2 separate regions of the Sus scrofa genome follow, and region 1 is linked to region 2. A link is a contact called in public Hi-C data. All regions are on one chromosome and are shown on one strand. Each heading gives the region's core, a stretch centred on a gene start, on an enhancer-like site or on the middle of the called end of the contact. The rest is flanking DNA. Distances are from core to core; before and after follow the strand shown.

Region 1 (2,700 bases), core at 129-2,628, 93 kb after region 2:
AGCCTCCTCATTGTACGTATATAGTCAGTCACTCAGATCCAAGAGGCAGTGGAACTTTTGCAAAAACACTTGGAGACTTTTTGTAGATGGTCTCTCATCAGAATTTGAAATCTGCTCTCCGGTGCTGCCCGAACCCCCAGTCACACAGTCATTTATTTTCTGGGCAGCTCAGTACACAGAGGATGGAGACCCAGGGCAAGGAGCCGGTCCTCTCTCAGCCTTGGTTTCCCCATCTGCAGAGCAAGAATCATACCAAGACCTCGCCATGCCTGGCGGGGTACAGAGTTGGGGCATGAACGCACGTAACCTACTCAGCCTCTGGAATTACCTGATGTGTGTTAAGCACTGTCATCTTATCATTTACGCAGACAACACTGGTTCCAAAAGCTGCACAGGTTGGGGATTTTCAAGAATACGTGTTTATCTGACGTGCTTTCACATTCTTTTCAAATTTCCGTCTCCTGCAGGAATTGAAAGACCTCCGAAAACAAAGTGAAATCATACCTCAGCTCATGTCAGAGTGTGAGTACGTCTCTGAGAAGTTAGAGGTAAGGACGGGGAACACATCCCCCTTGGCATCTGTCGGGTTACCCCGTTCTTTGAGGCCCCTCCCTTTCACGCCTTGCTGGCTAAGGACAAGTGACTTTGTGTTCCTAAAAAGCCAGGGTGATTGTGTGCTCTGCCCCCTGGCGTTTGTCTCTTGGCTCATCCCCTTGCACGAAGGTATCCTGTGTATAACGTGGTGTGGGTGATTGTTTCCCACCCATAGACGTCCCTACAGAACCACAGAAGGGTGAGAAGCAAATGACAGAAGGGAGGGCTGAGGGCATGAGACCCGAGGGCTATTCCATCTCCCCACCCGGTGACCTTGGACATGTCCTTAGGCAGGCCCCCCATTTGCAAGCATCAGATTTCTGACCATAAAAGGAAAGGAGTCTCTTCAGCTCCATTTTCACCTTGGAGGGTCTCCTTGCTTCAAAGAGCACTTTGTTCAGGTTCCCAATTCAGTATTAGTACTGGTTCCTTTACACATGTTCACAAAATCTCGTCTTGTACCCAAAAGATGGAAGCTCTTGGTTGGTATGAAGAGTAGGGCTTGAGCCTCATGGAAGGACGCACAGCAGTCCGGCCCCCGGGAGCTTGAACGTCTCCACGGCACCCGCAGGACAGCCAGTGCACAGACCCACTGTCCCTGTGTCTGGCCGGGCCAGTCCTCCCTTGCTGGGGCTGGGGCTGGCCTGGGGCAGAGGAGGCCTCGCCTTCCCTGTGTGACCCCTAGCATCAAGTCACTCTCCTCTTTGTGCTGCTTCTCCCTGTCTCAGATCAGAACCCAAAGGGGGCCCTCTGCTGACCAGCCTGGGGCTGGGGCTGAAAAGCCGGTGTGCTAGGCTTTCAGAATTCCTCTGCTGGGCACTTGGGACAGTGTCGCTTAGCAGCAGGCTCCTTTGGGCAGGAGGCGTCCTTTAGGCAGTTCTGCCTTCCGTTTGAGGCCAGGAGCGGGGAACATCGATTTTTAGGCCAGATGTTGGGCAATGCGCCCCGCCCATTGGCACCGGCCGCGGGGGAGAACAGCGGGGACCAGAGAGCATAGGCTTGCTGCCCGGGGATGTCACACCTCCGTGGAGGCGGGCCCGCGGGGACGCACAGTCCGGCTGTCCTGGGTCTCAGCGGGGCTCCTACCGCTCGGTAGCCCAGCCCCTTCTCTCTCGCTTTGCTCAGGCGGCCGAGAGAGACAATCAGAACCTGGAGGACAAAGTGCGGTCTCTGAAGACAGACATCGAGGAGAGCAGGTACCGACAGCGCCACCTGAAGGTGGAGCTCAAGAGCTTCCTGGAGGTGCTAGACGGGAAGATCGACGACCTGCACGACTTCCGCCGGGGCCTCTCCAAGCTGGGCGCCGACAACTAGGGCTCGGGAGTCCCTGGGGTGCGCGTGAGCTGGTAGCACTAGGACCTCCTCCTGTTCGCGTGGCTTCTGTAAACGCAGGCGCCGTTTGTCGTGTTTCCAAACCGGGGGACGCCGTCCACTCTCTCCTCCCCAGAATCGAAATCCGCCCTCGCTTCTCTGGCCTGGCGGGGTTGTGGACGCCTGGACGATGCTGACTCAGGAATCCAGAACTAGGTCTACCTTAAAACGTTTACGCAGTCAGGGCAGGGATGTTTCTATCTTTCTTAAGGGCTGTTGCAACCATAAGAACTGAAAAAAAAAAAAAAAAAGTATTTTCTAATCCAAATATGAATACCCTTTCCAGCTCCTTTTGAGTAGCGTCCAGAGTATGCGAACGTCCGCCAGGCACGCGTGTGTGGGGCGAGGCGAGAGAAGCTTCCCTCTGTGTGTAGAGATGCTTTACAGCCACCACTTAGGAGAGGTTTGTCCAGAGAAGGAAAACAAGTTTCTGATGAGTGCGATTTCTGGCGCAGGAATCACCTGCATCCACTCCCTCCCCCCTGTCCCCCACCCCGGTTTGTAGGGTTGCAACAATGTTCCTTTTCTGGGTTTTCATTTCTGAGCAGATGACCCTGCTGTGGGGACAGCACGTGGTAAGGGTACCTAGCACAGTGCTTGGCACAAAGTAGGTGCTTAATAAATATTTGTTCAATTAAACATATAAACAGAATTTAGTGTTTTAATCAACCCCCCCCCCCCCCATCAAGCTCCTGGTGAACAGTCCACTGCTCTGGTGCCCTGGGTCATTATCAG
Region 2 (2,700 bases), core at 5-2,504:
GAGACTACAGTAAAGTAATAATTTCACAAATATAGGTTACAAACAGTTAAGTGCAATGAAGAGAAAGTACAAGAGTTCACAGTCTTGTCTGGGGCATGCAGTAAAGGTTCCACAAGGAAGTGACAGTTTAACAGAGATCTGAAAATGAGTAGAAATTTACTAGGCAAGGGAGGTGGGGTGTCAGAGACAAGAGAGGAAAAAATCTTCCCAGGCTGAGGGAACAGCATGGGCTGAAGAGAGGGCGGCCAGATGGCGAAAAAGCAAAGGGCAAGAATGAGGGAGAAATGGCTGGAGAGGGCGATGAGGCACGACAGGCAAGGCTTTGGAGGCATGTCTGTATCTTGTCTTCATCCCAAAGACAGTGGGAGGGAAACCACTGCAGGATTTTAAGAAAAGCGATATGATCAGATTTGTAATTGAGAAAAATACACATAGGGGTTGCTAGCCCCACGAGGAGACCTTGAGGGTTAAGGCCAAGTTGGGGTCCCAGGAGAGATGAGGGTAAGGTTGGAGTGGTAGTCCTGCTCCATAGGCTTGTTCCTTGACTTTTTTTTTTTTTAACTGTCCCGAGTTAAAAAAAAATACTGCCCAGGCTCAGGTGAGCAGTATATTCTCAGCAGAAAATGATCCCGTGAAAGGCCCAGAAAGAGGATGAAGGTTAGGTTAGTCCCATTGCTGGCCTTTAGGAGGGGATCAGGACCTGATGTGCAGAAAGGGGATTAAGAGACTGCTCTTCTTTAAGCTCCACTTTTGCCATCTCCATTTCCCTTGTTCTAAGCCAAGGTGATTAAGCCACCTGAAAAGCGATTACCCTCTAGTTGGGAACCTCTATCCTATCTTTACCCAGAGAAGAACCCAGAACACCTGCTGTGGGTGTAGGATCTCCCTGCCACGATGGTTTCCAGAATTTCTTGGCGGGGGTACCCTGAACCACCCACACCTGGCAATGGACAGCAAAATATAACTGGGCTTCAAGGACCGACAGGGGGCCCTGCCAATCTCAGATTCTGAAGACCTTGAGCTCAGATCTGAATGTGTGACCTTGGGCAAATCGCTTCTTCTCTTGGGGGCATCCTTCCCGCATCTGCAAACTAAGCGTCGCCCCAGGCCCACGCCCCCTCCCCCCGCAGCTGCGAGCCGGACTCAGTCCCACAGGCCGGATGCTCGCTTGAGGCGCGGCGCCAAGCCCCCAGGTGGGCAAGGGGCGGGGGCGCGCCAATGACCAAACCTAAACGTAAAGGGGCTGCCCCAGAGGCGCGCACGACCCAGCAGGGGCGCCGAGGGACCACGCGCACACGGCCGCGCCCCCCGCCCCTAGGCTGGGCGCCGCGGCCCGGGGGCCACGAGGTTACGTAAGGAGCTGGGCGGGGGGAGCGGGGCGGGGCGGGCGCCGCCCGAGCGCGGCCGCCCAGCCCCCGGCGGCCCAGCCCCCGCCCGCCCGCGCCTGGTGGCGGCGGCGGCGGCGGCGGCAGCGGCAGCCGCGCAGCCCCGCGGAATGGAGCGGCGCCGGGGCTAAGCCGGGCGCGCACGGGCCGCCGCATGTGCCGCGCCGGGAGCGGCTGCAGAGCGGGCGGAGAGCGAGCGCGAGAGGCCCCGTCGGAGCGGCCGCCGGAGCAGCGCCGGAGATGGGGTGAGTGAGCCCGCGCCGCGCGCGCCCCGCGCGCAGCCCCAGAGGGGCTGCGGGGCCGCGGATCGCGTCTCCCCGCTCGGAGCCCAGCGAGCCGGCGGGCCCTTGCGCCCCGAGCCGGGAGCCTGAAGTCGGGGCGCAGCCGGCTCCGGAGAGCCTGGGGCCGCCCGACCCCGCGCCCTCTGCCCGGGCTCGCGGGCACGGGGCAGGGACACGTTGGCCTGAGCGCGGACTTTCAGCCCCGCACCCGTGGCCTTTCTCCTCCGAAGCAGCCCAGCCGCTGGGGCACCGGGCGGGGACAGGCACCCTGGCCGGCCTCGGTGCTTCGGCCATTCCGCGGTCCCCTTGCTCCGGACGCGATCAACTCCAGGGCCTGTGTTTGGGAGTCCAAGAAGCAGTTTGTCTTTCTCTACAATTGGGTTTATTACAAACAAAATGGAAATCGAAGTTTTCCTGGAAAGGGAACAAACCACGTAATAATAATCTCAGCGTAGGAATAGTGGACTTTGAGTCTGCTTTGAGATGGCTGAGGATGATGGAAGTCTGCGAGGAGTCAAGGTAAGGCTTCAGTCTTTGAAACAACTGAGTAGATGCTCAGAGAAGTTGAAGTACTCTGTCGAAGTGACTAATGCTTCTGAGTATATAAAGTAATTTAAAAAGCAGGATTGATTTCTCCTTGGCGTCTCTCTGAGCAGTAGGTGCTGTGAGTCAGGGAGCCGCGGTGCTAATAACACAATTAACTCCTTACATCTGCTTCCTGATGTGAGCGCATATTGATGATGCGCTGTGCATATTCAGGGAATGGTTGTTCTGCCCATTTCACAGGTGCGGAAACCGAGGCCTGAAGTGGTTGGGTACCTTCTCCCAGGCTGGGCAACTGATGAGGGTTTGAGCCCATCGGCAGCCTGACAGTGGGCGTGGGGGTGGGGCTGGGTGAGTGAACCAGAGTCCCTGAATTTCTCTGTGCCCTGCCGCTGAGCTTAGTGCCCTTCAGACAGACCTTCTTGTGACCCAAAGACTTCTGCTGGGTGAGTCTAGAGAGCTTGCTTTGCTGTGTGGCATTGGTGAGGAGT

The links. Hi-C and Micro-C count contacts between places; a contact is called where the count stands out from the background.
Region 1: a Hi-C map of liver shows a contact between it and region 2, with 4 times the contacts expected there. The contact joins the enhancer-like site here to the promoter of HOMER2 in region 2. A contact is called at or near these places in 4 of 47 Hi-C or Micro-C datasets (embryonic fibroblasts, fetal heart ventricle, heart right ventricle and 1 more) and 1 of 2 datasets of contacts at active chromatin or transcription factors (skeletal muscle).

What each region holds. Positions count from the first base shown.
Region 1 is chr7:52,092,678-52,095,377 of Sscrofa11.1, forward strand. HOMER2 (homer protein homolog 2) reads left to right here. Exons shown (of 9, transcript XM_001927296.5): 8 at 468-548; 9 at 1,720-2,700. The coding sequence ends at 1,908. Among named protein-coding and RNA genes, the nearest start is that of WHAMM, 46 kb to the right of the region's middle. Within about 2 kb of position 1,379, at least 24 of the 83 cell types and tissues checked have an H3K27ac peak or open chromatin away from gene starts, as enhancers often do. A contact at or near this core is called in liver, where this site is marked.
Region 2 is chr7:51,999,999-52,002,698 of Sscrofa11.1, forward strand. HOMER2 (homer protein homolog 2) reads left to right here and starts at 1,255. Exons shown (of 9, transcript XM_001927296.5): 1 at 1,255-1,630. The coding sequence starts at 1,626.